Regions from separate parts of the Mus musculus genome. Here regions 2, 3 and 4 are each linked to region 1. Evidence: chromatin contacts called from public HiChIP or PLAC-seq data. All regions are on one chromosome and are shown on one strand. The core of a region is the stretch at or near the end of the contact, and the rest is flanking DNA. Distances in the headings are between cores, read along the strand shown. Region 1 overlaps Klf3 (Kruppel-like factor 3 (basic)). Region 2 has its middle 14 kb from the start of Gm43837. Region 3 has its middle 20 kb from the start of Gm31363. Region 4 holds the start of C030018K13Rik (RIKEN cDNA C030018K13 gene).

What was found. HiChIP or PLAC-seq counts read pairs in DNA pulled down with a chosen protein or histone mark.
Region 2: a contact with region 1 is called in an H3K4me3 HiChIP or PLAC-seq map of embryonic stem cells, with 19 read pairs. The contact joins two enhancer-like sites. A contact is called at or near these places in 3 of 39 promoter capture datasets (cancer-associated fibroblasts, embryonic stem cells and hippocampal neurons), 1 of 15 datasets of contacts at CTCF or cohesin (the NIH/3T3 cell line), 45 of 484 Hi-C or Micro-C datasets (the C2C12 cell line, CD4 T cells, CD8 T cells and 23 more), 33 of 115 datasets of contacts at active chromatin or transcription factors (CD8 T cells, SST interneurons, astrocytes and 23 more) and 4 of 9 other capture datasets (adipose tissue, embryonic tail, liver and 1 more).
Region 3: a contact with region 1 is called in an H3K4me3 HiChIP or PLAC-seq map of embryonic stem cells, with 42 read pairs. The contact joins two enhancer-like sites. A contact is called at or near these places in 4 of 15 datasets of contacts at CTCF or cohesin (the NIH/3T3 cell line, embryonic stem cells, large pre-B cells and 1 more), 19 of 484 Hi-C or Micro-C datasets (bone marrow-derived macrophages, cerebral cortex, embryonic stem cells and 8 more), 29 of 115 datasets of contacts at active chromatin or transcription factors (acute myeloid leukemia, bone marrow-derived macrophages, cardiomyocytes and 17 more) and 3 of 9 other capture datasets (adipose tissue, embryonic stem cells and liver).
Region 4: an H3K4me3 HiChIP or PLAC-seq map of embryonic stem cells shows a contact between it and region 1, with 16 read pairs. The contact joins the promoter of C030018K13Rik here to the enhancer-like site in region 1. A contact is called at or near these places in 1 of 39 promoter capture datasets (embryonic stem cells), 2 of 15 datasets of contacts at CTCF or cohesin (the NIH/3T3 cell line and large pre-B cells), 26 of 484 Hi-C or Micro-C datasets (the Ba/F3 cell line, CD4 T cells, CD8 T cells and 17 more), 34 of 115 datasets of contacts at active chromatin or transcription factors (CD4 T cells, CD8 T cells, the SCID.adh cell line and 22 more) and 3 of 9 other capture datasets (adipose tissue, liver and pancreatic islet).

The regions. Positions count from the first base shown.
Region 1 is chr5:64,817,518-64,824,172 of GRCm38.p6, forward strand. It overlaps Klf3 (Kruppel-like factor 3 (basic)), which reads left to right. Exons shown (of 6, transcript NM_008453.6): 3 at 4,357-4,840; 4 at 5,362-5,512. It overlaps Gm31684 (a long non-coding RNA gene), which reads left to right. Exons shown (of 2, transcript XR_376977.2): 1 at 1-1,190; 2 at 1,950-2,233. Among named protein-coding and RNA genes, the nearest start is that of Gm31684, 4.0 kb to the left of the region's middle. Within about 2 kb of position 3,969, at least 24 of the 459 cell types and tissues checked have an H3K27ac peak or open chromatin away from gene starts, as enhancers often do. A contact at or near this core is called in embryonic stem cells, where this site is marked.
Region 2 is chr5:64,360,655-64,367,309 of GRCm38.p6, forward strand. No RefSeq gene overlaps it. Among named protein-coding and RNA genes, the nearest start is that of Gm43837, 14 kb to the right of the region's middle. Within about 2 kb of position 4,302, at least 96 of the 459 cell types and tissues checked have an H3K27ac peak or open chromatin away from gene starts, as enhancers often do. A contact at or near this core is called in embryonic stem cells, where this site is marked.
Region 3 is chr5:64,428,652-64,435,306 of GRCm38.p6, forward strand. No RefSeq gene overlaps it. Among named protein-coding and RNA genes, the nearest start is that of Gm31363, 20 kb to the right of the region's middle. Within about 2 kb of position 3,225, at least 43 of the 459 cell types and tissues checked have an H3K27ac peak or open chromatin away from gene starts, as enhancers often do. A contact at or near this core is called in embryonic stem cells, where this site is marked.
Region 4 is chr5:64,474,450-64,481,104 of GRCm38.p6, forward strand. It overlaps C030018K13Rik (RIKEN cDNA C030018K13 gene), which reads left to right and starts at 2,559. Exons shown (of 2, transcript NR_045413.1): 1 at 2,559-2,783.

The DNA of each region.
Region 1 (6,655 bases), core at 2,719-5,218:
AGGTTGGGAATGACACGCTTGCAAAATTAGATCATCCTTATGCACTGGCTGTGGAAGTTCCTGCCAGAAAGACTTATACAAGACTCAGACAGGGTCACTCCAAGGTGCTTGGAACCCAGTTCCCATGGAGATTCCTAAGCCGATGATGTGTTTACTATCATCTGCAACAAAACGTCAATGACAGCATCTTTAAGGAAATAATAGTTACATTCTAGCACAGTAGCTAGATAATGCCGTTATCATGTGCCTGAGTGTAATAATCAAACAATTAAAATTATATATATTTTTTGTTTTTTTAATAGAATTTTCTTCTTAGGCAGTGATTCTCAACCTCTGGGTCTCAACCCCCTTTGTGGGGTTAAGTATCAGATATCCTGTATATCAGATATCTACATTATAATTACATACATTACATAAGAGTGAAAAATTAACGTTAGGAAGTAGCAACAAAATGATTTTATGGTTGGGGGTCGCCACAGCATGAAGAACTGTATTAAAGAGTTGCGTGCGTGCGGCGGGAGGAAGGTTGCTGGGCACTCCTTCAGCCCTCTTTCTCAGCTGTTACCTGATCATCTTCTGGGAATAGAAAAATTAAAAGATCTGGATTTTTTTAAATGCCGTGTGGCCACCAATGATACATTTGACTGATGTACACCCAGTGTTCTTAGTCAGGCACGAAAGTACGGCTCGTGAATCCAGTTGCAGTAAACCGGGGCAGGAGACTGAGGCAGAGACCTTAGAGGGGCTCTGCTCACTGGCTTGCTCAAGAGCTAAGCCCAGAACCACTGGCCCTCGGGCGATTCCTCTCATAGCAATCTTTAGTCAAGAAAATGCCCCCAGACACTAGCCTACAGGCTGGTCTAAGAGACTCGACTGTTGCTCAGTAGAATCCCTCTTCCCAGTGCCCTAGTCATGTGTCAAGTTGACCAATAAAACCAAACAAAAACAGCACACACATAAAGTTGAAATATGTAAGAGTATTTTTGTAATAAATTCTCCTTTGTGTGCTGGTGGTCACATGACACAGCATTTCACTCTAGTTCCAGAAGTTAGCTTTAGTCCTCACTGTGAAGGAAGTAAAAAGACCTCCTCTGTTTGTGCTGTCAGCTCTTCAAATGTCGTTTCCCTCACCCTGATAGAAAGGACTGGAGGAGTCAGAACGCACGTGCTAACAGCAGCATAGGACATTTGTAAGTTTGTTTTTTGTTTCATTGGAGAGAGAGCCTTGCTGTGTATCCCATACTGCCCTTAACTCACGGCAGTCCTCCTGCTTCAGCCTTCTGTGTGCCAGGATTGCGTGCATGCGTGTATATGCGGCAACACATGCGGCGCCTGAGGAGGCCAGGCAAGGGCATTGGATCCCCTCGGACTGGAGCCCCAGACAGTGGCTAGCTGCCGCGTGGGGGCTGGGAACCAAACCTGGGTCCTCTGCAAGACCAACCAGTGCTCTTAACACTCAGTCATCTCTCCAGCCTCAAGAATGGTTGTTTTGTTTTGATTTTTTTTTAATCCCAACACACACACACACACTCACACACACACACACACACACACACAGCAAGGCCGTTGTGTGTGTCCACGTGCCTGTTGTCGGTCCTTTATCTTTAAAATAAAATTAAAAAATCCTACCCAAAGCAATCGCATTATTTGGTATTTTTTGTCATGGTTTAAAAAAACCATTTACTTTTACTGAAATATAAACAGTGTTAAAGTCTGTGCACATGATTGAAAGATCTTAGGACAAAGATTGAAAACTAGGGAGGGTTCCTTCTGATACGGGCAATCAGAAAGAAAACAAATTGAAGGAAAAAAACAAAAAATACTTTTTAATCTTTCTCTAAATTCCCTTTTTTCTCTTCTTTTTCTTCTGGTGAACCTTGTCAGCCAGCAGACTCCTTGTCCTTTGAGAAGTACTTAAAATCAGTCATTTCCCTGCTCTGTCCCAACAGAACCCTTGGTGGTTTTCCTGGGCCAGGTGGACAGAAAGCCTTCTGTTTGCCTCAGAGCATTTGCGGAGCCCAGAGCGAGTGTTTATGAACGTGCCACGCCTTCCGCCTTCCTGTGCACACAGCCCCACCTGTGGTCTGAGAGCGCTTAAGTGGCCTGTCACAGATGCACCTTGTTTTCCTGTTCATCAGCAGAGACTTCCTGTTCCTGTCAGTTGTCCCACCCACTTACTGTCTTGTGAAGAGAACTCATCAAAACTGTACCTAATAAAATATGAAACTGTTAAGTCTCAACTTTATAAATACTGAGACCTTTGGAGGAGTGTCCGAGCTCCCCTCCCCCGCCCAATCCCCATGTCTTCAGGAATCAAAAGTATTGGCATTATCCCAGTGGAATTTTCATCACAGGTCACAACTGATGTGCGTCACATTTTACACCGTGCCTGCCAGACGGGTGCCAGACCTCTGTAGGCTTCGTGCTCCACCCAAATACTTAAACCTGGTTTAGAGAAGATTCTCAGACTTGCGGGTGAGCCAAGGAAGGGCTATATTTCGTTGCCCTTTTGTGAGGCAGTTGAACTGGAAAGAGTTAATTATGGACCTGGGGCTGGGTGCCTGTCCCAGAGTACGCCCTACACCTAGCCTGGGTCTTTGATGGAGACTTGAAGGCAGTCTAGAGGAGAGGGGCATCCATTTGCACTAAGTGTATATAGAAGATGCACAGTGTAGGTTAAACAGTGTAGGAGAACCCTGAGGATATTACCAAATTGGCACGTGTCTGAATTCCCACGTCTCTGAGGTCCGTGCCACGGAGAGAAAAACCCAGCGGCGGCAGCAGTGGCAGGGTGTCCTCACTCTGCTTGCTGTTCAGCTGCCAGGATCTGTGGGCCTTAAAATCTAGGTCAGTGGGAAGTCTTGGAGGAACAGGGCTGAGATGAGGAAGGTGCCGCATCGCGTGCTGCTGCCCTCTGTCCCATCTGTTTCATGGAGTCTTGCCTCCCACCAGAGCTGTGCCCTTTGGAGAAATAAAACACAGAAAGCTTCTCCCTGGAGTTAATTATCGAGATCCTCTTTGTACAGTGTCTGTGAGCCTTGCTCTCTTAATAACCCCTATTTTAATTAAATTTAAATCGGCTTAATGCTGATGTTGCTGTATAAACTGGATCTTCTGCCTTGTTATATATATACTTGGGTGGATGTGGCTAGTTCAAAAGAAAGGTAGAGCTGCGTGGTGCTGGTACAGATCACCACTTGGAGGCAGAGGCAGGAGGATTGCTACAAGTTCAAATACAGCCTGTGCTATAGAGTTAGATCCTGTCTCTAATTAATTAAGAAGAGAGAAGAGATGAGGTCTTGGGATGGTCATTATTCACCCTTCCACCCCTGCTGAGAGCTGATGCCAGAATCCTTGTGTCTTGTACTTTCTGGTTTTAGTGCTTTGCATATTTCTGCACCGTATTGGGAGTCTTTTTTTTTTTTTTTTTTTTTTTTTTAGCATTCAGCTCATCTTTTTACTCTTTATCTCTGTCACTTAAGACTTGGCTAGAAAGGTGACAGTCTTTGCCATCTTAGGCTGCTGCTCCCCTAGACACTCAGTCAGTATACCCAACAGTGTGCCTAGCCATCCTTGGCTGCACTGTGATCTGAGAGTTTGGAGTCTTACAGCCTTGGAGTGCGTCTCCTGCATAAAGGGCTGGAAGGCTCTCCTGGGACAACCCAGTGTGTCATGAGTGAAGTTGAGAGGATTACATAGGTTATCTTGTATTACCACCATAGCACCCCGGAAAAGGGCTCCTCAGTGCCCCACAACAAGGATCTCCCCATCGCTGCAAGTCTCATGGTCCGGTCTCCTATTCCTGGGTGCTTTGCTGGTACAAGGTCCAGAGAGTCACTTCTACAAGGAAAAACAGTTGTAGTTCATAGCTGTCCAGAGACTGAGCCCGTCTGACCCAGAGAAGAAAGAGTGTGAGCCCAAGAGTAATCCCAGTCAAAGCCAGAGAAGCTCAGGAGGAGGAGTGTGCTGGGTGTGGTGGGCCACACCTTAATCCCAGTGCTGAGAAGGGAGGGGAGTTCCTGGTCAGCCAGAGCTACACAGTGAGACTCTGTCTCAAAAACCAACCCAGCTCAGGTTTTATAGTTTGGCCTGCTTGGTGGCCTTCAGTGCTGGCTCCTCCTGAAGGCCTCAAGTCCTTCATGATGCAGGCAGCTTTAGGAGCCTGCCAGCCATCAGCCTTCTCACTGAATATAAAAATCATGAATTTAATCTTCAGGTTTTTTTGGGGGCCCAGCAAACCTTACTTTCTAGCAATTGCTAAACCCATCTCTCCCATAGCTTTTTGGGGATCACACACCTCCGGATCTAAAGTATGTCTCCTTAAACGTCTCTATTTCTTTTTATTGTTTCTCATAGTCCTTCCCGTCGAATTACATAGAATCGATGAAGCCCAACAAATATGGGGTCATTTACTCCACACCGTTGCCTGATAAGTTCTTCCAGACCCCAGAAGGCCTCACTCACGGGATACAGGTGGAGCCGGTGGACCTCACGGTGAACAAGCGGGGCTCCCCGCCTGCTGCGGGCGGTTCTCCTTCCTCTCTGAAGTTCCCGTCCCACCGGAGAGCGTCACCTGGCCTCAGCATGCCCTCCTCCAGTCCGCCCATTAAGAAGTACTCGCCCCCTTCTCCTGGCGTGCAGCCCTTTGGAGTACCCCTGTCTATGCCGCCTGTGATGGCAGCCGCGCTGTCCAGACACGGAATCCGGAGCCCAGGCATCCTCCCCGTCATTCAGCCCGTCGTGGTCCAGCCCGTTCCTTTTATGTATACCAGCCACCTGCAGCAGCCTCTCATGGTTTCCTTGTCGGAAGAGATGGACAATTCAAACAGCGGCATGCCAGGTAAATTCTGCCATGCCCCTACACCCGGCACCTGCTTAGTAGTCTGGTGAGGACACCGGGCAGAGCTATTATATCCTCAAAAGGATATCCTGGGGCAAATTGTTCTGTTTTTGTTTTGAAGTGATGAAATTGGGAGAGCATCCAACAATTAGTTACTTTCACAGTGTATTTTATACTTTGATTTACTGAGTACCAATACAGTCCTGGGCACAAAAGAGATTTAAGTACTTTCTGATCACGCTGCTAATGGCTCTTAAAAGCTACCTGTTTGTCAACCTTAGGGAGGGGACTATGGGGTTAGCCAGGTTTTGTGGTGGAGAGTCATCTTGAGCTGCAGGGTCCTCTGCCTGCTTCAAAAGAAGCGAGGATCTCTCACAGATTAAGTCCTGCTGGTAACCTTGCCAGAGATGAAGAAATACACATATAAAAATCTAGTCCCCAAAAGCCGTGAGGTGAGCTTTCGCAAGCTGAAACTGATACATTGTGTGTAGAATGATTTTTCTATTTTTTTTATTTTTTAGTACCTGTAATTGAATCATATGAGAAGCCCTTATTACAGAAAAAAATTAAAATAGAGCCTGGAATTGAACCACAGAGGACTGACTATTACCCTGAAGAAATGTCACCCCCTTTAATGAACCCAGTGTCCCCCCCGCAAGCCTTGTTGCAAGAGTAAGTATACTTAGGCAGACCTGGTGTTTTAGTAGTGCCATGCACCTGGGGTCCCGGAATAAAACATGGAATTGCAAACATGTGATGTGCTGTGGATGGCCGCAGACAGCCTCTTTGGTGTGGTATCACTTGTCCTCAGTTAACCGTGGCCAAGACAGTCTCCAAGAACAACATGGACCAGACCTGCAACCGTTGTGTCAACCTCACTAAATGGGTCCCCCAAGGTGACCACATGAATCTTCTGGTTTTTTATTTATTTTTTCTTTTCTTTTGCCATCCACGTGGGATTGATAGTGTTTTCATGAAGATTGGATTTGATGTTCATATCTGCTTGAACAACCAAAAGTTGTCCCATGTCAAACAGCAGCCGCCCCAACGCCCCTCACCCACCGCTGTCACTGTAGTGCAGTAGAGCGTGTTTATGGTGTTTATGGTTTGACATCTTCAGGCCAGCGGCAGCGTTGGCCACAGAAGCTTCTCCTGCAGCTCAGAGGAGCTCAGTGCAGAAAGAAATCTTGGCATTGCGTCTTTAATCATGGCTGCCCTTGGAGCCTCTCCTCACTTGCAGGGCTGTAAGCCAGGAGGAAGGATGCTCTGCCTTGGCCAGCATCTGAGCCTCTGCTTGGACAGGGTGGTACCTCACATGGTTAAGTCACAGTTCATGGTTTGACCCCTGAAGAGAGCAGCGTCTGGGAAGACGGCTTTGACCCGGGCGCTGTGCTTCAGCACGCGAGGACTAAGCTTATTCTCACTGCCCACGTCTTCTGCCTTTTTGTTGTAATTGCTCTTGTACCAACTCTATAGTGCTTCTGCACTGGGTCCAGCCAACTAATTGGGACAGCCTCAGCATCCACAGCCATTGCCTCTGCAGGGTCCCTCCCACCATCCATCATGTGGATCTTCTCTCCAGCTTCAGCAAATGTTCTGCCTACTTTTCCTGTCCTACCTTCTCTTCCCCTGTCACATTGCTCAACAGTAGAGTGTGAGTTCCTTGGCTTCACAGAAGCTGTTGCGGGTGACTTCAGGTCTACTGCGGTCACACCCAACTCTGGTTTGTGTGGCTTTCTCAGCAGCTTGGAGGCCAGTGCTCTCCTTTTTCACAGTTGTATAGTACTTCCCCTTGAAGTTCAGTTTTAGGGTTTT
Region 2 (6,655 bases), core at 3,052-5,551, 460 kb before region 1:
CCGCAGACACCTCCCAGGCAGGAAGTGCTGCACCACTGACTGGGCAGATCAGATCAAAAGAGGCTCAGCTCACTAGAAACTATTGTTCACGTGACATATTTGGGAACTGTCAACTGCAAAGGTCCGCTGAGCCCACAAATGCTGCAGATACCCCAGAAACCCAAGAAGCCTTTTGTATTAGTCAGGGTTTCTATTCTTGCACAAACATCATGACCAAGAAGCAGTTGGTGAGGAAAGGGTTTATTCAGCTTACATTTCCACAATGTTGTTCATCACCAAGGAAGTCAGGACTGGAACTCAAGCAGGTCAGAAAACAGGAGCTGATGCAGAGGCCATGGAGGGATGTTCTTTACTGGCTTGCTTCCCCTGGCTTGCTCAGCCTGCTTTCTTATAGAACCAAGACTACCAGCCCAGGGATGGCACCACCCACAAGGGGCCCTTCCCCCTTGATCACTAATTGAGAAACTGCCTTGCAGCTGGATCTCATGGAGGCATTTCCTCAACTGAAGCTCCTTTCTCTGTGATAACTCCAGCCTGTGTCAAATTGACACAAAATTAGCCAGTAACAATTGACCCCTTGTCAACTTGACACACAAACACATTACTAGTAAGCCTCAACCCTTAGTTCTTATTCATCCCCAAGATCTTAAATAACTTTAAAAGTCCCACAGTCTTTGCATATTAAAAGTTCAATCCTTTCAAAATATCCAATATCATTTAAAATCCAAAGTCTTTTTACAATTAAAAGTCTCTTAACTGTGGGATCTACTAAAATATTGTCTTCCTTCAAGAGGGAAAAATATCAGGGCACAGTCACAATCAAAAGCAATAATTAAACTCCAACTGTCCAATATCTGGGATCCAACTCACGATCTTCTGGGCTCCTCCAAGGGCTTGGGTCACTTCTCCAGCCATGCCCTTTGTAGCACACATCTTGTCTTCTAGGCTCCAGCTGCCTGTACTTCACTGCTGCTGCTGTTCTTGGTGGTCATCTCATAGTACTGGCATCTCCAAAACAATACATGACCCCTTCAGTTCTGGGCCATCAACTTCAACTGAGGCTGCACCTTCACCAATGGCCTTCCATGGCCTCTCACAGTGCCGAGCCTCAGCTGCTCTGCGTGACCCCTTCATGCCTTTAAAACCAATACCACCTGGTTGACTCTTACATATTATCAAGTCTCACTGCAGCACAAGGTACCACCTTGGCTATCTCTAGAACACAGCCTCGGTGCTCTCAGAAAACACTTCCCAGAAGATGTCACCTCAATGATGCTGGTCTCTTCTTAATCACCACTAATTTCTTAGCTCCAGCTAACCAGCATCAATAGTCCCAGTAATCCAAAGGTTTTGCTTTAGTAGTTCTGGTATCTTGTTAATCTCAGCTGATTCTTCAGCCCCAGCTAACCAGAACCACAGAATCTTCACAATCAAAATAGCAATGGCCCTGAAAAGAGTCTTTAATCTTCCCTCTGAAATTTCACAAGCCAGGTCTCCATCTTCTGCACTGTTCTCAACACTATCTTCCAAGCTCCTACATAACATCCCACAGAGCTCTTAACACCAAATGGATCTTCTGGCCCAAAGTTCCAAAGTCCTTCCACAGTCCTCCCCAAAACATGGTCAGGTTGTCACAGGAATACCCCACTCCTGGTACCAATTAGCCAGTACACCTTTCTAGCACCCTGAGGCTGCATTGCAAAGCTGCTCACCTGCCATCAGCTGGTGGCCCAAGCATCTCTCTGTCCACCATTTTTATTTCTGGATCCAGTCCATCCATCCCCTTGAAGAGCTTCCTGCTGGCTGTGACAGCTAGAGAAGAGGTAAAAGAAAAACCAAAAGAAACAAAACACCCAACAACAGCAACAACAAAATGCTTACCCTCTCCTAGACGACCATGGACTCTTGCTTGACCCAATCCCTGCTTACTCTCCCCTTGTCTTGACCGCTGTTTCTAAAGGATACACGTACTCTCCTTATATCTAGACTGACTAGAGAGGAAGAAAACTCCAGCTACAAGCAGAGCAGCCATCAACCCCGTGACCTGCAGCTCAGTGGATGAGGGAGGATACTTTCCCTATGTTAGTCACAATTCCCATAATGCAAGCCCACCCCAGACCAAGTGGTACCAGCCGGAAGTCCTGGGAGAAGTAGCAGGTGTTTTAAGCCTGGGTCACACATGACCTAGCTCCACCTTCAAGTAACAACCTTTCCCTCCAGTTTCTTTAGACAGGCCTGGAGGGTAGTTAAACACAGCTCCTGCCATCTTCCCAACAGAGCAGGGAGCCCCCAGATGAAGACTCCCAAGCAAGACAAGGAAAGCCATACACATGTTCTAGAATGTCACTGATATATTCTGTAGCCCCGGGCCCAGGCAGCCTCAGAGCCCTGGGTGTGTTAACCAGAGCAGACAGCCACACTTCTATATAAGGTGCTCATCAGAGCTTTCATGCCTCAGGTAAGAAGAGAGTGCACAGTGTCCTGGTAATAATGCTTATATCAATTACATTCTGAAACAGCATTATTGATAGAGTGGGTTAAATAGAGTCTTAACCTTAATTTCACCTTTAAATGTTTGACTTTTATTTATGTGGCTACTAAAAAAAATCTTTGAAGGAGCATGTGTGTGTGTCACAGCTCCATAGTGTTGTGGCCTTGTTCTAGGAGCACTGAAAAGGAAATCCTCATCACTGTGGTCTGAAGGTGTATTAACCCTCCATCGCCGTGACAAAACTATTCGAGAAGAGGAACAGATTCTTTGGGATCATGGTTTCCTGAGGTTCATTGTGTGACCACCTATCCTGCCTGCTTTTCGGCCTGTGTCTGAGGTCACACATCATGGCAGAAGTGTGGGATGGAGTAAAGCTGTACACCTCCCAGCACCCAGGAAGCCAAAGAGGACCTCATATTTTGTTGTATAAAGCCCATCTTCCCAAACTCATTCAGCCATGAGCCCATAAATAGATGAATTCACCCATGACACCTGTGATCCACTCTGTGCCTACCATGATGTCTCCCACTCAGGACACTGGTTTCAAGGGTACAGGGCCTTCAATCAACTCACAAACCCTAGGGAGACATAGAAGATGTACCTTAACAGGCGGTCAGGAAAACTGGACAGTACAGGTCAGGGCTGTGCTCTCATGATGGGGCTAGAGCTTGGGGGAGCAGTGATCCTAACTCAAGACCAGAACAGCTGGGCTGGGAAGTCAGATGTGAACGGGATTGTATCAGGTGCCTATTTCTGATGATTTGCTAGCTCAAACCAGCCTTTGTTCATCGGCAGGAAGGAGACAGCCAACATTCAATCTGTCTTTAAGATGCTTCAGCCCAGCAGGGACACGGGGACTCAACCCACCAGAGACCAGCACACAGTGGCCAACACAGAGGCATTTTTGAGTCCAGACATCAAATCCTATAGTAACAGCTGTGGCCTCTGCTGCAAAACTATCCTGAGCACTTAGGGCATGTTTAACGTTCTCAAAAATCCCATCTGGCTGGTTTGATTACAGCCCGTGTCTCATAAATAAGGATGTAAACCCTCCAAGGGTTTACTGACAAGCACATCTCACAGACAAGAAATCAGGATTTGTCCCCAGCTCCCTGGAAGCACTCTGGACTACCATGGACCATATTGCTCCAGGTTCTGTTTGGCTGAGGGGAGGAGCAGTCCAGCTGTTTCACCTGCCAAATCCACATCTGGCTGCTGTTCCTTCTAACTGGGCTCAAGCTGCCCAGGGAACAAATACTGTCGGAATCACCTAGCTCCTCTGGATCCAGCAGGTACAGCCCGCATCACCCTACTCCCAATCGGTACCTGCAGCTGAGAAACCTGACTCTGCGAAAGGCTCAATCCCTCTACCATTCTTTGCAACCCCCACAGTCCCTAGGGGCCCCTCCAGATCTGTGTCTACTCCAGGAGAGGGCTGGGCTTTGGATCTATGCTTTTTGTCACGATCTCTGTTCCCCTTGGCAGGTTCCATCTGGCTTTTAGATATTATAAATAGCCGCAACTAGGGTGTGACTTGGGTGGAGCCCCGGAGCCTGCTGCTCCACCCTGGAGGGGGGAAAAGGCTTATTTAATTCATTTCTGCACTTGGCAGCCTCTAACTATTTAGAAAGCCAATTAGGCAGCAGCTGTTGGTTGGGAGTTTTTTTTTTTTTTTTTTCCTCCCCCTAGCCTAAGATGGCCTGTCTGATTTTTTTTCCATGCCTGAGATTTAAGCTTTTGCAGGAGGTTGGGTGGGGTGGGTGGGGCAGACCCACAGCAACTCTGAATACAAGCTGTCTATGCTTGGCTGACTCTTGGCAAGCTCCTGAACTGGTGGTGGTGGTAGCTGTGGTGGGGTGGTGGCAATTGAGAACCAGCTCTCTGCTGCTTCCGGGATGCAGGAGTTTGGAATAAAAAAAAGAAAGAAAGAAAGGAAGAAAGAAAGAGAGAGAGAGAGAGAGAAAGAGAGAGAGAGAAAGAAGGAAAAGAAAAGAAAAAGATGCTTCCCAGAGAGAGAGGAGCCCTGTTACTGGTGTCTGAGGAAGTCTTAAACTAATGCCTTCACCAGTGTCCTGGAAAGTTCTGGAATGCTTGGCTTCAAGCAGACCTTGTGTCACTGACAACTCATTTGATGTTGATCATGTGTGTGATGTGGTTGGTATCCATTGGAACCCACTGTGGTGTCATAACCCTGGTGGGAATGAGAGTGCCTGCCAAAGTTGTGGGGAGGGTGGGCCAGCAGTTGCACCTGGCACATAGTAGGATTCACTGATGACCATTTTTCCTGGCTTCCTATTAGGGCAATGAGTCGCACAGAGCCAGAGAGCAGGCAAGGGTTTGCGACTTACAGGACGAGCAGAAGAGATTGGAGGCCTCCCAGTTACCAGTGCTTGTTGATATTTGAAGTGATTATTTTTAAATGAAAGCACCACGTGACGCAATTATCTGTTGTTGCATAACGTTAAAACCTTACAAGGCAAGTGAGACCCACAGCAATAAAAAATGCAAAGAAAGTAGATCTCTCAGCAGACAAAAGAAAAAAGGATCGTCTATTACAGAAGCCGCAGCCATTGTTAAAGCTTTGCTGTGAGATCACCGGTCCTTTCTCTGGTCCTATATTAACGCTCACGTGCACCTGTGTATTGGAAGGTACCAGGGCAAGGCTGGCTGAGGCTCTGAAGCTGAAAGTAGCAAGGAAATAATCTATAATCCTCACCCTAAGGTACTATGAATCTGCTTGGAGCTTCTGTGAAGAGTAGGAGTGGAGTAGGGATGTGGGGAGCACTGGCATCTGGTGAGTCTCTGTGGTGAGTCAGTACAGAGTGAGAGCCCTGCTCCTAGTGAAAAGGACTGAATGTAAACATGTGTGCTCAGGTCTGTCCTGTGCCATAATGCCACAGTTCTACTGGATGAGGGCTCCATCACTTGATCTCATTTAACCTTAGCTTCCAAATGTCCCACCCTCCAAAGGCTGTCGTATTAGGTTTCTGCTCTCGTAACACCACACAACGGGAATTAAGTTTTGGCATGACTTTCAGGGAGAACACTCAAGCCACAGCACTCCTGTTCTGGTGTATCCTGAATACAAGGCCAGGATCATCCTGCTTGAGGTAACTCTACATCCGCACGATCCTGGGTGGGGTGAGAGCAGTGACTGTCAGTCAGCTTCCTGATGTGCACTCCAGAACTCTGAAGAATAATTGTAAAGGAAGGGCAGGCTGCCCAACAGCGACCGAATGGATGACTGAGGAGTGGACGACTGGGGAAGGCCCTGGAGGGCTTGAGAGAACATGGAGCTCTATGGCTTACAGACACAAGTTGGTGGATGCAGTTGTGAGTTAAGCTTGCCTTCCGAGTGACACTGACCTTGGTCATGCAAGTTGCTGGGGCTCTAAAAGAAGAAAAGATTTTAGGAAAAAGAAAAAAAAACTTTTAAGAAATGCAACATTCAGCTGAAACTTGGAAGAGGAGTCTAAACATTACTTTGGCTCGTAGCTTAGTGCACGAAAGTAGAGTGAGAGACCAGTTCGCAGAAAAGGGTTAGTTTTGAAACTCTACTGTGTGTAAAAAAGACAGCCAGAAAGCAGCTCAAGTCAACCTCATGTGTAACCGCAGCATCAGAAAAACATGAGGCAGGGGCAGTTGGCAGGAGGCATGTCTATCTGTCTTCCATCAGTCTGTCTATCTATCTATCTATCTATCTATCTATCTATCTATCTATCTATCATCACTTAACTATTACAAATTTACCCCCATGAAAGCAATAGGGGCAGAAACCTGAGTTTTGTGGGTCTCTGTTATGGTAATCTTCATTCTCACCTTGGCCGGATTCAGAATTACATAGGAGCCACTCTGTGACTGTGTTCCCCAAAGGGCTAACTGAGAAGAAAATAGCCCTAAATGTGGGAAGCACCATCTCTTAGGGTCCTGGACTGAAAAGGCAAAGTGGGGGTGAGGTGGGGTGGGGTGGGGGAGGCTGAGCACCAGCTTCCATCTCTCTGCTTCTTGACCACGGTCTCCTGCCTTGCCTTTCCTGCCACAACAGATCGCATGCTTCCCTACCAATGAACTTTTCTTCTTAGGTTTCTTTTGTTAGGGAGTCTATCAGAGCAATGAGAAACATAACAGTCTCCTGATGTCATTTTAAGTGTTATCTACAACAGG
Region 3 (6,655 bases), core at 1,975-4,474, 390 kb before region 1:
GCCTGCTGTGCGTGGATGGGAACTGAGAGTATAAAAGAGTGAGAGGCCCAGGGTTCGGGGGAGATATAAAAACAGGGGAGATATATAAACAGGGGAGATATAAACAAGGGAGATATAAACAAGGGAGAGATATAAACAAGGGAGATATATGGAGAAAGAAGAAACAGGACTGAATAAATGTGTGCAGAAGGATCCTGTAGCAGCGTCGTTCTTGCTGGCGAGTTGGGGGCGCGCTCGAGACTAAGACACCCTTTGAAAGCATTTGCTCACAAGGTCAAGGGGACAGAAAAGAAAATAACAGCAGCAAAATTCTGGCAGCTGGCCTTGACAAGTGACCAAGCAGATTGGAAGGTCTCCCAGCTCCTCTCCCCATCCCCAAGACTTCTAGAAACATGTTTTCATTCAACTAAAGCTCTACAGTGTGTGAAAATGCCCTAGGAAATGCCACCCCTCTGGGCGTCAGTGAAGAGAATGGTTTGGATGCAGAAAGCTTAGGGCGTTTTTTGTAACTGTGGGCCAAGAGGCATCTAATATGAGAAATATCATGAAAACAGAAACCTTTGACCTCTAGGTCGCTGTCTTCTAATCCAGGCATTTCTCTGAGAGTCTATTTCTCATGTCACCGAAAGGTGTTGGGCCATGTCGCCATGCCTTTCCCCAAACAGAAGCCTCTGGGTGTGAGATGCTTCATGGATGAAGTGCATGGCCAGAGCAGGGGGTCAGCTGTCTGTGTGACTCTCCCCAAACATTAACCAAGGCTCAAATGGTGAAAGAGGCAGTGAGCAAAGTTAGACCTCAGTAAATACTTGCCCTCTAGGGTTTGAGGTCTCCATAGGATGATCTTCAACCAGCATGTCAGAAAAAAACCACAAAACACAAAAAGCAAACAAACAAACAAACAAACAAAACAAAACAACAAACGCACAAGAGCCCTCTCAGAATACAACAGCTGAATGTTAGGTCTAGACCTGGGAGATCTGCCCACTTCTGCTGGGGTGTCAATGCTTTCCATGAAGAGCCGAGGTTAGCCTTACAGCCATGTCCCTTGAGTTTGGTTATTTCAATATATACTTTCCAGAGCAGGGCCACCCCCACCCCACCCTTGACCAGCACTTCAAATGATTTTGGACCCATACTTGCTAATGAAATAACCACAAGAAACAGTTCCTGGAGGGAAAAGAAAGATAAATATTCCAGGCTTGTCTCTAGATCAATGTTGTATAAAAATATTAATCCAAAAATGTCTAATTCACCAAAACTCACAAACACCAATTTCTTTCCTATGTATTTGATAAATTCAATATCCCACCACTTATCTCAGGTTCTTAGCCATGAGATCCATGAGCGCATAATTGACCTGGCTTGGAGCTTTCCTGCCTGATGGGTGGGAGAAGAAGGAGGGAACCAGGTGGGCCTGGATCCTGATTATAATAAGGCGTATAGCTCTTCCCTGTCTAATTACTTCAGCACTTACTTAAGCTCTCATCATATGTTAATGAACATCACGCTTGTCTAAGAAAACAACCTTTAATTAAATGGGGCTGATTTCTTTCGAGTCTGAATACAAGCAGAGGTTAAAAAAAAAAGAAAAGGAAAAGAAGGAATAGTTATCAACCTGATGCTCAACAAGTCCTTCAGCCTTTTGGAACCTTGCACTTCAGCTGAGTTTGTCTTAATAAGTGTGGATGGGCAATGCTTCAGTTGGTACAAAAGAGGAGTGCTTTGAGACAGTGCTTTGGGGTCGGAGGCCTTTCTCTTCTACTCTGGAGTCTGTGGGAACCACCTGGGGTCCCTGAAAGTTTTGCTCTAGACCTGGTTGCAGATGTGACCTCTGCATTGCTCTGGGCAGGAACCTCCATGAAAGGGTCAAACCTTGCTGGATGCTCCTGACCTGTTTCTTCTTATGGTGGAGCACTGGGTGCGGCTGCGAAGGAAAACAATTTCATCTTGATGAACCAGAATGGCCAGTTGGTGTGAGCAGGGTGGGTCCCTGCTTGCTGTTCCCAGAGCCCCAAGGCAAGAGCCTGGAGTCACATTTTATCTCCGGCTTCTGACCTGGGGTCAGGGTGCCAATAAACCAGGTTGTTTTGGCCACACCCTGTGATGTATTTGTCTGATGGGAATGTGGTTCTGAAACCAGTAGATGGTGGCCTTTGTTCAGTGGTGGCTGGAGGCTGCTTTTCTTTCTTAGAGTTGAAAGAGTTGCAGGCTGCATTCCCCCAGAGAATTAGAAAAAGAAATGTTCTGAAACAAATGATGCTCCCATGGAACACTTATTCTTTAATTCCCACCAGCCTCCACCCAGTGCTCTGTGAGTTTTGGTCCAGAAATGGCTCCTGTCTGTCCCCACCATCTCTATCAGTGCTAGGATCTGCATGGATGCTTAGAAGTGTGCTAGGCCTGCCTGCTGGTCTCCGGGTCCCCATGTCTGTCCAGTACCCTGCCTTGTCTCCTGTCCTGGTTTTCAGGAACGCTTTCCCCTGGCCTAGCATGTGTGACCCTGGAGAAGGGATTGCAAAGCCAGTCTGGATAATTCTGAGTAACTCAGTAAATGAGCTTCATTTCAGATGGAGGTGGGAGACAGCAAACATGAATCCTGCTGCAGCCCAGCCTGGTGTGGGTCCACCAGACAGGTGCCAATCAAAAGAAGGATCTTTCCAAGTCGAACCTGTTTTGGAAAATAGGTCTATTCACAGCATACAAGACAGATGCTCCAAGAAACGCTTTACTTTAATCAGGTAGTCACCTGCTCTGTTTCTCACTGTTAGTCTAATGGAAGACTGCACCTTTCTGAGTTTCAAGTCCTGCTTCTAAAAAAACTGGGCTGGCCAAAATTATTGGAAGAGCGAGGCACGGTGCTATGTGAGTGCTATGTGAGGGGACTGAGAGAATGCAGTGCAATGCGTAGGAAGGCTGCAGCCACTCTTGGATCTCTGTGGTGCCATTCAGACAGGGGTGCTGGGCCCAGACACAGAAAGGACACAGTACCCTTAGAGCCCAGTGAGAAGTCAGATAAGATCTGGCCGTTCAACTTGGGTTTGGGACGCAGAAGGCTGGAGGCACCAGACAGTGCTGCAGGAGCTCAGCCGAGGGCAGCCGGAACCTGGTTTGACTTGAATTTCTTCCTTCTGTTTTGTTATTGCTGATAGCTTTGTGTTTGCTGGCCACTGTTGGAATCATGGGTGTAACTGGGTGGGGCAGGTGAGGCCAGAGGCCAGGTGCAGCCTGGCAAAGAAGTAGAGGGAGGTGTAGGGTGTGGTGTGCAGGGCCCTGACTTCTCTAAGCAGCTATAGGGAGCTCCTTCCCGGAGGCAAGACGCCTTGTCAGGCACTGAAGCAAGGCTGGGGTGCTTGCTGCCTCTGTGACTTTCCTCCTCCTCCTGCAGCCAGGTCTAGGGAGGAACAAGTTGTCTTCAGCATGGGATAACAGCAGTTGTGGGGTTGCTGAGTACCTCTTTCTTTCCCCGTGTCCTCAGGCTGTTTCGAGCGCTCTTGCTGGCTTGCCACCTGGCTGCCATCTTGTTATCATGAACGTTTCCCACTGGTGGCTTTTACTTTGGGGTGATTCTGTAGATGAAGTACTTGTAGGACTGAAGTCTCAGAGACTTGGGATTTGGAGCCAAGCGAAGGAATGGCAGATATGGATGGCATAGGGAGAGGTCATGAACACGGGTGGGACAGGGTCCATGAACACAGCGGGTGGGGGGTGGAGTTTGCACGCATGAATGCAGGTTTGTGAACATGGATAGAATAACAGTTTGTGAATATGAACGGGATAAAGTTTGCAGTCACGGATGAGACAGAATTCATGGATGTAGAAGAGAAGGATCTCGTGGACAGAGAGATGGAGGAGTTTGCAGACATGGACCAAGTCCATGAACATGAATGGTAAGTCGTTCAAGGACATGGATATAGAGTTTCACTCATTCTCCAGTTGGATGTAGCAGCCAGCATCAGAACGAATCCACGTGGGGCCCTTACCTATCCTCCTCCTGCTGGTTGCAGGCTTTTCTCTTTCCCTAGCCCACCTCTGGCTACCTCTCTCAGTGCAACCTCTGTTGTCCCCTTAAGCCCCCAGCATCAGTGATGGAACCCAGGACTTTATGCATGCTTGGCAAATGCTCTGCCACAGAGCCACCTCCCAGGACACCTTGATATTTACTTTTTCAGGAGGTGGCAGACTAGTGTGTTAATAGAAGCCTTAGCTCCTTTGGTATCCCTAATGTTTGGTGCATGGGAGGAGCAGGGCAGGGTGCAGTCTATATTTGTTAGACTGAAGAAATAGAAAGATGACAACTGACCTTCCTCAATGTACCAGATGGTACTGGAACAGAATTTGGAGATGAGAGACTACGGGTCATATATAGTCTTCCTGGATTGGTCTTGGATTAGAGACACTGACCTAATTTATACCTTAAGACTGTGTACATGAAGGCTTGTCCTTAGAAGCAGCGTATGTTAACACAATAACAAGGGCTAGCAAGATGGGTCAGCAGGTAATGCAGTATAAGACTGATGACCTGAGTTTGAGCCTTGGAACCCATGTACAAAAAGCCATATGTGGTGGCATGCCTTTGTAATTCCAGTACTCCTACAGTGAGAGAGTGAGCAGAAACAGGAGGATTCCCTGGAAGCCCATGGGCCAGCTAGTTTGGAATGTACAACAAAACAGGACCAAGAGAGACTCTGTCTCTGTAAGGCAGGAGAGAATGGATTCCTGGAAGTTATCCTATGACCCCACCCCCAGGAGCACCACAATACATGTGTGCCTGCCCGCACACACAATGATAAAAATAAATCAATAATGAACAATAGAAAATAGAGTACATGTGGGTAGTATGAGTAACATACTATTCTATAACATATTCTGGTCCTATGTGTGTATGTGTATATGTGTGTGGTGCTAGGGATGAACCCAGGGCTTTGAAAATGCTTGTGAAGCAAGTGTGCTACTCTTGAAGTTATACCCTAGCCGTTTTACAAACTTCTTATTTTGAGACAGGATCTCTCTCTCAGTTGGACAGAGAGAATTGTGAAGTGGAAATTTTTGGTTTGCTTGATAACTCAATTGTGTCACATGATGTTTTTCTGAAAACAGATGCTTGAGAGGGCACACCATGTTTAAAAAAAATTATATAAATGGAACCCCACCAACAGAAAGGACATTCTTGAATTGCTACACCATGCGACACTTTGGTCTTTGCTGGTCTTCACTTCATGGAGAGATGCACACCAAGGAACTTCTTGTGTATTCCAGTTGATTCCAGTTGATTCCGGCTGCTTCTGATGACTTAGACTGATTTGGCAGAGCCTTGTCGTCTCTGCTGGGTCGAGCCATCACTACTGATTCATATTGGTAGTTTACTATTGAACTGGACTGCTGGCATCCTGACAATGAAAAATGGAATCGCCCCAAGAAATTATTTCTAAACAGGTCTAGAACACTCTTTTCCTATTAACTTCTTTTCTCCCTACCTCTGGTTGATGAATTAGAAGAGAGGTTGAAGTATTCAAGAACCCTAAATAAAACAGGTTTTGAAAAAAAAAAAGAAAAAATCTAAGCCTACAGAGATGGCCTGGAACTTGCTGCTTCCTCAGCCTTCAAAATAGCTGAGATTATGATCTTGTGCCATTGGTCCTGACAAATAATACTCTTTATAGAGGGACTGGCACTGGGATCTGAGACTTCTGAAGGTACAGTATGTAACACAAAGATAACTAAGTTTTGTTCAGACAGCTTCCCCCATTCAACTAGCAGTCCAGGAAATATTTGAGAAATTGATGGCATACAGAAACAACAATTCAATTTAAAAAGCTTCTTTGTGTGTGAGACATCATGTATTCTGAAAGAAGAGATTCTCTTTTACGAGCAGGTGTTCTCTCTTAAAGTGTTATAAACATCTCAGCGTAGATTCAGTAGAGAGTTCTGTATGGGAGTGGATTAGTCAGTTTTTGTTGTGATGATGCTATGTAACAAACAATCCCAAAATGATAGTGGACTTCCATGACAAATAGATATTGTTTGTTCAGTGGTGTGGGTTGTGTCCTGCAACTCAAGGCTATTCCTATGCAGTTTCTTATTTTAAGATCCAGGCATAAGGGACACCCCTGTTGGTAAGCAGTGTTCTCATGTTGGAGAGAAAGCCCAGGAAGTTGGCTGATATTTGCAACACCTCTTCAAGGATTCACTTGAAACTAGCATATTGTTACTTCTACCCATGTACAGTGGGCATCTTAATTTCTTGCTGTGATAAGTTACTCTGGCAAGCACCTTAAGGGAAAAGGGGCTTATTCTACTTTCAGCTCCAGGGTCCAGATAGCTAGAGCTTGAAGCAGCTGGTCACATCACATACACGGTCAGGAAGCAGAGTGATGAATGATAGTTTTCAGTTCATTTTCTCCTTTTCATACAGTCCAGGATCCCAGCCTGGGGAATGGTGCCACCCAGATGTGTCTTCCCAGCTTAACTAACCCAAACAAGACAATCCCCCTAGGGTTGCCTAGAGGCTCATTTCTCTGATAACTGTAGATCTCATCAGGTTGACAACTGAGATTAGCCATCACAGTGCACCAAAGTATTCTATTTAGTCACATCTCAAGTCAGTGGGGCAGGAAATGGGGCTATGAAAGGGCATATATATATATATATATATTTC
Region 4 (6,655 bases), core at 1,309-3,808, 340 kb before region 1:
CTGGCTTGAGACAGAGTCTTATTATTCTGTCGGGCAAGCCTGGAGCTTATGTAGACTAAATTCACAGAGATCCACTTGCCTCTGCCTCCTGAGTAAGGTATACATAGTCCTGTGTGTGTGTTTTGTACATATGTCCACTTTGCCAGAGATTGGCACATAAATAAATTCTATTTAACATTGCAAATTTTTTGAATTAACTAAGAAACACAAAATGAGTTCTTGGTATAGCCAATAATGTTCCATATAATTAAAAGAATTACCTTGCCTTATAACTCGGTCTACAATCCCACATTTTCCTGAAGGTTCACTGGCTGTTAAAAGTATAATGTAGATCCTTCCAGATGCATAAAAGCACACTGTAGTTTTTGCTTTTATTGGGAACAACTTGAAAGTAATAGTTGTTTTTTTTTTCTTAAAGTGGCATTCTGTATATCAGTCCCTCCCCATCAGGGTGGACAGGGCAGGTCTACCTTGCTCTTACTACTGCTGTGTCACGATCTGTGGTAAGGACAGACATTGTTTGCTAGATGATATTCATAATATAACACTTAGTGTTATGTGACTAAGTGTTATATTCATAATATAACACTTAGATTATGTGACAACCCTACCTTTGTCACAGTGTCTCAGAAAGCATCCTTGTTCAAGGACCACAGACACACAAGTGTCACAAGAACCCAATGTGGGAAGTGGTGGCACTTGATCCTTGGCTTTTGACTAATATAAATACAAACCCCAATGCTGTCAGGAGCCCCAGTCCCAGAGGTTAAGCCTCTGTCTCACTTTGGTCCTTACCTTGTTAAGGCCCCAGTGAAATGGTGGTTCCAATGAAGTGGCAGCTTTAGCTTCTGTTTTCCTCTAGTGAAAACTCCCACAGCACTGGCGGAGAAAGGAAAGGCCAGTGTTCCCATCCGTGTGCTCATGCGCAGACCGGCTCTTAGGTCCTCTGGTGATCCCCGCTCAAGGAATAGTGCCCTGGACAGTGTCTGAGTCTTCCCATGGCAATTCACCTTCACAATCCCTCACAGATGTGCCCAGAGGCTGACCTAATCTAGATAATCCTCACAGGCACGCTCAGGGGCTTATTTTCTAAGTGACTCTGAATCCTGTCAAGTTGACAGTCAATGTTAGCCATCATGTCACATCAGAATAAAGTGGTAACTCACAGTGCTTCACCCTTTAAAGAGAAAGGGAACAGTGGGCTCTCCTGATGGTCAGGCATAGCAGCTATCATGGAGAGGATGGTGGGAAGCACTTCCACTCACAGTGGAGAGCCTTGATGGGCTTCAGTGGAGGCCTGGCTTGCTGTTCTTGGTATAGTCTAGCGCAGGTAATCAGCTGTGCAGCCACAGATTTGTGGCTCATCAGTGTGAAGATTTGTGCCCATCTTTCTGCTCCCATTGCTAACCATATTACCTCATCCAAACTACCCTTCTGGATCAATGACTAGACCGTTCCACTGACTCATGTGCTGGTCCTTGGGCTAGGAGATCAAGGCCACATAATATAAAGCTTAAAATATCAAGAATGTCAAAAGCGGTGCCAAGGTGGACTTTCAGAGGCATCCCAGAAGACAGCAGAATAATGAGCAGTCTCTTTGCAGGCTGGTCATGTGTCTCTGCAGAGAGCATCCTGCTAAACCCTCATCAGGAAACTCCTGTTAGGATTTCTGCAGGAGCGACATGGAGAAACACCTGATAATGGTCTCTGTGCTGGCTAGTTTTTTAGGCCAACTCCAACACAAGGTAGAGTTATTTTGAAAGAGGGAGCCTCAACTGAGAAAGTGCTCCCACCAGATTGGCCTGTGGAGAAGCCTGTGGGGGATTGCCAGGTGGGAGAGCCCAGTTCACTGTGGGTAGTGCCAGACACGGGCTGGTGGTCCTGGGTGCTCTAAGAAAGCAGGCTTAGCAAGCCATAGGGAGCGAGCCAGAAAGCAACATTTCTCCATGGCTTCTGCTCCAGTTCCTGCCTCCAGGTTCCTGACCTGTGCTCTTGCCCCGACTTCCCTCCATGATGGATTTATAAGCTATAAAATGAAATAATCCCCCTTTCCAGGGGATGCTTTCACGGTGCTTTATCACAGTAATAGAAAAGTAACTAAGACAGTTTCTTTCCCAGAATAAACAAAGTACACTTCCGGCTGTCAATTTCGTCTCTTTTTTTTTTTTTTTTTTTTTTGACACCCTGTAACTCAATGACAGCTCTTGAGGATCGATATGGTCCAGTGACAGTGAATTGATTGTTCCAGCAGAGATTTTTAATGAGATTGTTCACACCATTCAGGAGCCGCCATCTCCAGCCGATCCCAGTGACAATGGTAGGGACCCTGTGAATAGAGAAAGCGAAGCAACCTTCCTGCTCATTTCTTTTTGAAAGCACCAAGCCCTAGCAGCCAGGCCTTCTTGTTAATTAGTTGTTAATTATTGGGACAGCTCGTGAAATGGGTTTTAAAGAGCTGGCCTGGTGGCAAAGAAAAGAACCTATCACAAGAGACTGAATTGAAGTGCAAGAAAGGGAGAGAAAAGCTTTTACGTAGTTGACTGGCACCAAGGAAATTCTAGCAACATATCTTTGGGGTGCAAGACGGGAGGTCTTGTAGAAATGCATACAGGATACTGGAACACACGAATTAACAGAAATTCACCATCCTCCTCCTCTATTTTTTTCTAGACTAGAAGACACATGGAACAGAGCAGAGGTGACCTACGTAAGGTCACACTTCTGGCTGGTGTCCTAAGATTCAACCGAATGCAGAGAACTCACTACCATCAGGTCCCGTGAAGGTGAGTGTTGGCCATTTGGCTTGAGTTGTCTATGAATACAGGCTTCTGGCCCACTTATTTTTATTCACCCTCAAGGAGGGCTATGACAGAAATAGGTCAAAGCCACACATTGCCAGATTTAGAAATCTCATGCACCACTATGGCCAAATTCAATGATTACTGATATGTTAAAATTAATGCCTTTAAACTCCTGATAGTGTGTGAATAATTGTGCCATTTGTTCCCCACTCTTGTGGAAAGTTAACTCATTACATGTGTACATTTAGAATGTTAGTTTCTATAACTATCTTGGCATTTAAGTGCATTTTTAATGTTTCTACATTTATTTATTTATTTATTTATTTATTTATTTATTTATTTATTTGTGTGATTGGTGTGTGTGTGTGTGTGTGTGTGTGAGCATACTTTTGGACATGTGCATCACAGTATACATGTGACCATCAGAGGACAACTCATGTGAATCATTTCTCCTGTTTCTACTATACGTGGGGCCTGGGAAATGAATTCAGGTTATCAGAGTTGGTGGTTAGCACCTTTACCTGCAGAGCCAATCTATCTCGTCAGCTTGAAATAGATTTTAGGAAATAAACATGTTTTTCTGAAGGTTCAAAATATACAAAACAAGTGGCTGAGCTTTTTTTGACACCTCTGAGCCGCCTGGTTGGGAGACTATCACATTAATAAGTGATAAAAGCTCACTGAGAATCAAGGCATGGTTTTCTTTAGGCAGAGTACTCTGGGTTTCAGAGTTGTAGAGTTGGCATGATGGACCCATCCATCAAGGGCAAGCAGAGGCTAACTACACACAAGCTACTCTCGGAAATAAACGCTTAGACAATGCCGTTACTGTTTTTATTCTCTGTATTACCCATGCCTATCTCTTCGGGTAGCTCCGTTATAGAACTTCAAACATAGCTCATCCAATCATCTTTTAACTTAAAAAATAAATAAATAAAAACTTGGGGTAAAGATCTCAAGTGCATCTTTATTCTCTGCTGAAAAGCTGCTAAATACAGGAAATAAAATACGAAGTCACCGTAACCGGAAGCTCTGCACTGAACACGAGCGGTGAAAGGGGAGATGGGTGGGTGTTATTCTTTAGGGATGCTCTCTGTCCCGCTCCAGTAGCTCTTTGAATGGTGCTGGGCGTGTCTACCTGAGCACTGTAAGGCAAGGATTTCTTGTCTTATTTCTCTTCCAAGACGTGCTGAATGCCCTCCACGGCTCTCCAACTTGAGATGCGTGAGGATCATCTTATGAACGGACATAGAATGTACAAGCCCCTCAGCCGACTCGGAGTTTCTGACTCACTGAGAGCCCTGGACTGGGCAAGTCTGACAAGCGCTTGACTTTTGTTGCAGGCCTGGGTCCCATGTTCTCATCTCTCTAAGCAGTTGCTTTCATCCCTCCCTTTGGATGGTTTAATTATGAGATGTAGTAATGCAGGTCCCTTTTCAACCCTCCTACCTTTCAGGGTCTGCCCCCTTATCTCTGACAGAGAAGATAGAAGGTAGCTAGGAGAAAACTAAAACTAAACAAAACAACCCCCCCACCCCCACTTCCCGTTCAGCTCTGCCCAGCAGAGGGACCTCTCTCCTAGGCACTCTTACAGCACCCATTATTATTCGTTCGTTAGGAGAAAGCATAGGCCAATTGGGGCCAATCCTGTGACTTGGACTTACAATCAAATGGGTAGATAACTATTTCCAGTTGGAAGCAATGCATAATTACGATGCACAACAACTGACATTTGGCTTGGGCCACCGTTACATCTATAGAATCTCATGGAAAGTTTCCAAACATTCTCTGCCATGCTGCCAGGCAGCAGGATCTGGGTAGCCCACCCGGATGAACACACGGGCGGCTTGCAGCCTGCGGTGGTTCTAGTCGATTGGGCAGCTGTTTTCATGAGTTGAGCATCATTTATGGGGCAGAGTCTCAGGCAGACCCATTGGTAACTATTTGTACTATTTGTGTAATTTTTCTTCTGCAGGATAAAATCACTGTGAACCTCTCAACTTGAAGTGTTCTTAAAAACACCAAATGTCATGAACCAAAAGTGGCGTTTTGCGCGTGACTCGAGTCATCCTGCGCCTCACATTCTAAGTGAAAGACCGAGCTAGGTGAATGTTTGTCCTACCACATTCACTCCAGGCATTAACGCATGACAGGAGCGACCTCTCTGTGCTATTGTGTCTACTATTACAGGCATTACCTTCCAAAGCATGCGGAGCCTGGGGAATTTAATACCCCGAGTTCTGCAGCCAAAAGATGCCTTGAGCTGTCTTGGCTGTATCCTTAGCTTGGCTTCCTCCAGATGGTACTGTGCTGATTCATTTCCTGGTGTGCACTTTGAGCTGATTATTTTATTCTTTCAAAGAATGTAATAAATTGCAGTTTGCTTGGGGTCGGGTGACAATCGGGAAAGAATACTTTAGTTTATAATAAGAAGCATGTGATTTAGGTTCATGGAATGGGCTAAGGAAGTATTTATAAATAATTACATGTCTGAGTATGTGTTGTATACATATACATATATATATCATGGAATTCTTAAATATAAACATTTGTTCACATGGTAATGCAAAACTTACCACAACCTTCCTAATGCTGGCAATACAGTTCCTCATGTATGTTGTGGTGACCCACAACCATAAAATTATTTTTGTTGCTACTTCATAACTATAATTTTGCTACTGTTATGGGTCATAATGTAAATACCTGTACTTTCTGATATTCCTAAGCAACCCCTGAGAAACAATCCTTCACTCCCCAAAGGGGTCATGACTCACAGGTCGAGAACTGCCGATTTAGGAACCAGAGACCCTCCTCAGTGATCTAGCTCTCTCGCTTACCTGTGCAGACCCATCTCTGGGCTCCATCTCTGGAAGTGTCACAGCACTATTGATTTGGGTGGTAAGAGGGGAGTGGTCAAGTGTGTAAATGTAACTTTTATTCTCCTGATGTAATTGTCATCTCAAAGGCTTACTGCCTCCATCTGCTAACCTAGGCCTGGTCCTGGAAGCTTCTAGACTCCCTACAACCTTAGCTAGACCTAGAATGTTTTCAGCGTCTGAGACTTACTGCTGAATAAGCTCACCCTTTCTTGTGATTTCTGAACTCTGGCTGGCTGATTCAACTCAGCTCTTCTGGCTCCAACTCCTCTCCAAGCTGATTCAATCTGGCTTCTCTCTCAGCCTCTGACTGAATTGTTCTGCTTGGACTCAAACTAACTCCAGCAATCTGTTCTGATTTTCTGGCTCCTTCTCATTCTCTGGCTTGTTCTGTCTTTGCCTGTGTCTAGCTTGTTCTCTCTCTGTCTCTCCGTGTCCCTGTCCCTCCTTTCCCCCTCTGAGCTGTCCCCTCTTATGTTACCTTCTTCTTTCTCTCTCTTCTTGTGAGAATTGCACACATCCTATTTTATCAATTTTTTTCCCTCTGATTCATCACTTTTCTGCTACTCAATTTGACATCACTTTCAAACACGGGTGTTCTACAAACTTAAGTTACCTTCATTGTTTGCGATTAGAGTGCACTAAGGTTGTGTTGGTATTCCAGACAGAAGGATTAAAGGCATGTGCTGAGGCCGAGCCACACCACAACTAGAAACAGGTTTTATTTTTTTCAATAAATAACACAATCTCAGGGTTCACGGCATAATCAATTATCCTGCATTACAGCTCTTAATCTTTATCATGTCTGACTTACCAGGGAAACATCTGTCATGCCTGTGACTCCCTGTGGTGGCTTGAATGGATGTCCCCCAAAGTCTCAGCTGTCTGAATGTTTGGTTCCCAGTTGTGGGACAGTTTGAAAGGGATCAGGAGATGGGCCTTTGTTGGAGGAGGTGTGTCACCATGTCAAGTCTTCCT